Regions from separate parts of the Arachis hypogaea genome. Here region 1 is linked to region 2. A link is a contact called in public Hi-C data. All regions are on one chromosome and are shown on one strand. The core of a region is the stretch at or near the end of the contact, and the rest is flanking DNA. Distances in the headings are between cores, read along the strand shown. Region 1 holds the start of LOC112743004. Region 2 has its middle 53 kb from the start of LOC112743004.

Region 1 (2,700 bases), core at 26-2,525, 53 kb after region 2:
AACACCGCAACAGTCTCTTATAATTCACGATTGTCTCTATTACAGGGGGACAAAATAATATCATATCATCTGCAAATTGTAAGTGCGACAATTTGATATGCTCTCCTCCGACCAGTAGCGGATCAATGCGCCCGTTCCTGACAGCTTCTCCCAGCATCCGATGCAATACATCGACCACTAGTACAAACAGAAATGGAGAAAGAGGATCCCATTGTCTGAGGCCTCTCTCCATGTTAAACGGCTTGGATGGTGACCCATTTACCAGGACAGGCATAATGGCCGTACTAACACACTCCTTCACCCAATTCCTCCAACGCTGTCCAAATCCCATTTTCTGTAACACTATATCCACAAAACTCTATATGCCTCTATCATAAGCTTTATGAAAATCCAGCTTAATGATTGCCGCTTTCTTTCTCCGCGCCTTCAGCCAATAGACCGTCTCACAGGCGATGAGAGCACCGTCATGAATTTTTCTGCCTTTTACAAATGCAGTCTGAGTCTCTCCCACCAAGCCCGGCATAATCGATCTCATTCTTCTCACCAGCACCTTCGAGACCACCTTATACACACATCCCACTAAACTAATCGGCCGAAAATCCTTGATCTCCTTAGCCCCCACAAATTTTGGGGCTAGCATCACCCATGTTATATTCAGATCTGAAGGTAACTTTGCCCTTTGGAAGAATTCCATCACCGCCTCAGTGAACTCCTGACCAATCTCTTCCTAGCATTTCTTGATGAAATTCATATTGTACCCATCACTACCTGGGGCCTTAGAAGATTCACAATCCCATACTGCCTCCCTGATTTTCTCCGCAGACGGTAGAACCTCCAAAGCTTCTGCCTCAGCTCTATCAATTTGCTTCAACAACCCATCCCGAACACCGATTCTTGGAGCATACTCCTGGCGATACAACTCCTTGTAGAATCCCCTGATTGCATGCTTTATTCTTGCATGATTCCTCACAAGCCTTCCGTGAATCATCAGAGCATCAATCCTGTTATTCCGCCTTCTAGCCAAGGCAATGTTATGAAAATATCGAGTATTCCTGTCCATGTCCTTAGCATGTTTGGACCGAGACATCTGCTTCCAATTGATTTCCTTCCTAATGTACCACTTTTTACAAAATCTCACCAACGCCTTCCATCTAGCCTCCGTTGTACTCTCATAGATCCCATCACTAACCTGATCGTCCAGCTTCCTGATCTCATCCTCAAACTTCATCAGTCTGTTTTTCATATCACTAAAATTATCCTTGTGCCATTGCCTCATAGGTATCGTCAAGGCCTTCAGTTTACCAAGAAACGGAGCACCTCTCAAGTTTTGCCATTCATTTTTTACCCTCCTTAGAAAACTTTCATGGGTAAATCAGGAATCTAAGCTCCTGAACAGTCGAGGGCCCCCTCTTACTCTTATATCCTCCACAATCAACGGGCAATGATCTGATAAGCCTCTTGGACCACCTTTCAGTCTAATGTCAGAAAACTCCTCCACCTATTCAATATTAACCAGCACCCTATCAATTCTGCTACAAGATTGACCCCTGAACCATGTGAACTTCCTATCAATAAGGAGTAGATCCACCAACTGCATTTCTTGAACCCAACTCTTAAACTCATTCGCTGATACCGGCAAACTCATCACCCCTTTGCGATCCTCAACTTGTAAAATCTCATTGAAGTCTCCCAACAAACAGAAAAGAACCTGGCACAATTCTGCAATATAGTTCAATTCCTCCCACACCTTCCGTTTTTTCTCTCTCCCATGTGTCCCGTACACCAAACAATAAACACACTAAAAGTTATTTTTTATTAACACTTCTTCAATGCACAACCACCTCTCTTCTTTATAATAATTACTTTTTTTAATATATAGACTTAATTTGGGTTAGTCACCTTTTTTAGTGTATGTGATTACTGAATTATTAGTGAATGTGAAAAGAGTATCTAGTTGTTATATATAGACAAAGTTTTGATTATTTCACCAAAATATAATGAGTCGTTATCATGTTATAGGGATAAAAATCAAATAATAAGTAACGTAATTATGAAAAGAATACAAAATATAATGATTTAATGTTTCATAATACAATATTTTTATTTATATATCATTTAATAAAAATAATTTTATATTTTTATATTCATATCTCAATATCATGTATTTATAAACCAAACGCATCCTTATTTTCTCTTTTTTCTTTCATCTTTTTTACTCTCTCACGAGTTTTATCTTGTTCTCAATCTCATCTGACTCTTTCTCCCTCGTATTCCTAATATTCAGGCATTTTTTGTACAAAATTCCTCTTTGATTTTTAATTTCATCTTCAATTGACATCAACATTGATATAGAAGTTTTAAGCACACATAACGAGGTTGATATTTGAATCAGAAAGTGAAAAACACCTATTTCCATTAATTTTCTTTGATTTTCAATGGCATCTTCCATTGAAATCAACTGTGATGCATAAGATTTCAATTCAAACGACCATTGGTTATTTGGCCCGTGTATTGTGTTGATAATTTTGTTAAACCTGACTAAAATAATAATCTGAATCACTGATAACATAATTATCATAAGTTTTCAGTGACAAACAAAATATTTTTGAGAAAAAAAATATGTATTGAAATAAATTTTTATATAAAAATCAAAATCAAATGTTTAAACAAAATTTGTAACAAAATAAAAATAAAAATTTT
Region 2 (2,700 bases), core at 23-2,522:
TAATTATTAAATTGTGATTTTATCAAAATTTTTGTTAACAATTATTTTTTTATTTTATTATTAATTTTTCGATATCAATATATATTATTTTAACATTAAATAAAAAAAATCTTACCACTGTTAATATGTATAATAATTAATATATATTGATATCAAAAAATAATCTTACTAAGATTTTTTTTATTTAATGTTAAAATAATATATATTGATATCGAAAAATTAATAGTAAAATATATCTATAATTGTTAACGAAAATTTTGGTAAAATCACAATTTAATAATTAAAAATTATTGAAGGACATCTTAGAAAAATAATTTAATTATTATTTTTAAAAAAATAGTTTAATAAAAATACAATTTAATCAATAAAAAATAATTTATTAAAGAGTATTTTGGTAAGCAAAATTTAATGATAAAAAATTTTTTGCTAAAAGATATTTTTGTAAAAAATAATTTTTTTTAAAATAGATAAAGTTAACATTAGTTAATACAAAAAATTTAAAATAAATTAAAAAATAAATTTTTTAAAAGTTATAAAAAAAATGTATATTCGGAGAGTATCATTTTAACATCTCTTAAAAAAAGAAAGTGAAATTTTTTCAAAAAATAAATAAAGAACATTTAGGTCACGCTAGGTTTGATTTAATCTTACTTGTTTCCCAAAACACACTGTAACTGGATGATCATTTCTTCTTCTTCTTCAAATGAGAATCTTCCTCTCTTTATATCAATGCCCATATATATGTAATTTTTTTTTTCAGATGGATTATTAGACCACCTTTAATCTTATACATTATAACATTACAAAATCACTTACACTGTACACATATATATACAATATTTCAAGTTTTGGATCTGAATGTGATTATTTACGCGGCGAATAAATTATACCAAAACCTGAACAATATATAATTCTTTTTTTCAATAAAAAAATTAGAAAAATGTTAATGTCACTTTCATTTTGATAATGCTATTTCTCAAAAAATTATATCTTGAAACCCAAAATTCTTGACGAGTAACTGAGTAAGCTGATTATTCAGCGAGTTTAAATTGGTTGGGAATCCAATAATTTTGTTTTGCTCTAAGAATCGTTTTTTTTATTTCATAAAACCAATTATTTTGTTTCGCTTCCCATTTTTAGCGCTTTCGATTTTTTTTTTTAAACATATTTTTTGGTTTCAATTTTTTTTTTTATTTTGTCATCATCAAAAGTGAGTAGTTTCCTAGAGTATGAAAGCCAATACCAAAACATAAAATTAGAGTATGAAAGTCATGACTAAAAATCAAAGTCCGTAGTTGAGGCCCATCTTTGTCCATCAAGTTCTTAAACCTCAAATGGGTGCACACGACTAAGGCCCAAAAATAAAAAAAGAAGGTCATAGTACAATGCAACATGGCATGTTATTGTGTGCAATTGTGAAACATATCTCATCCTATAATCACGAGGTAATGCATCCTACATAAAAATTGAGTATTTATTGAAAAATAAATCACACAAATTACAAATGTTGTTTTCAGGATTTTCATTTTTATTTTAAATATCATATTTAATTATATATGTCAAGTTAAATCAAGCTCAAAATTAACTATGTCAGCCATTATTGTTACATACTTTAATTCAAACTAAGGTCTAGGGACCAAGTACCAACTAACAAATGGCATAGACACTTGTCACATAACATCTTTGGACAAGATCACATGATCAAATTAGTTCAATTTTAAGTACATTTAAAAAAAAAAAAACTTACAAAATTTTCCATGGACATTTTGATCATTCGCAAATGTCTTGATTTTCAATTTCCAATTCCAATAAAGGGATATTTTAGAATAAATTAAAAAAAATATTTCTCAAAAAAATGATTCTTATTTTAAATATGAATATTCATTTTTTTAGAATTCGTTACTGTTCGTCAAATTACGCGATAAATTAGATATGTACATACAATTTGTTTAGTGATACGTGTTAAACTATGAGGAGGTTCGCCCAATTATAAAAGGCTTCACCTTTTTTATTGGGTTATGTTACGTATAATCGTATATACTAAAATCAGCTATTAAAATTAATTATCAGTATAAAATATATGTTGAAATATAAATATACATTAAAAATAAATTAAATTACACATATATTTATATACAAATACATTAGTAATTAATTTTAATGACTAATTTTACTATATAAATAACATTTTTTTTTATTTCACTTTCACTATTCGCTCTCAAACTTCTCTCTCAATTCAACGTCTCGCCACTCTCCATCTCTCAACTCTTCCAATTCCATCAAAAGCTAAGTGTTTTTATCTTTGTTCTTAGTTTTATTTAGTATTTATGTTATGTTTATTTATTTATTCAGTTTATATAATATTATAATAATATTATTAATTGAATAATTAGATTAGTTTATTGATTGCTTGTAATAAAAATAAATATTAGAACTAATTAGATTAGTATCATGTGAATAGTTAGATTGCTATTTTGTGAATAATTAGATTAGTGTTATGTAAAATAATTATTAATGGTTATAGAAATAGATATTTTTATAGTAGATTATAATATATAAAAATAGATATTTACAATAAAATTATTTGTGATTTTAAATTAAATTTAAAGTGTATTTAGAATAATATTTACATATTATTAGCATTATTATATATGTGTTCTTTATTATTAGTGTAATATGATAAATAGGTTATAAATTAAG

The links. Hi-C and Micro-C count contacts between places; a contact is called where the count stands out from the background.
Region 1: a contact with region 2 is called in a Hi-C map of leaf, with 4 times the contacts expected there. The contact joins the promoter of LOC112743004 here to the enhancer-like site in region 2. A contact is called at or near these places in 3 of 8 Hi-C or Micro-C datasets (leaf and an unstated tissue).

What each region holds. Positions count from the first base shown.
Region 1 is chr14:118,482,293-118,484,992 of arahy.Tifrunner.gnm2.J5K5, forward strand. It overlaps LOC112743004, which reads right to left and starts at 1,276. Exons shown (of 1, transcript XM_025792239.1): 1 at 728-1,276. The coding sequence starts at 1,276. The coding sequence ends at 728.
Region 2 is chr14:118,429,084-118,431,783 of arahy.Tifrunner.gnm2.J5K5, forward strand. No RefSeq gene overlaps it. Among protein-coding and RNA genes, the nearest start is that of LOC112743004, 53 kb to the right of the region's middle. Within about 2 kb of position 1,273, at least 1 of the 3 cell types and tissues checked has open chromatin away from gene starts, as enhancers often do.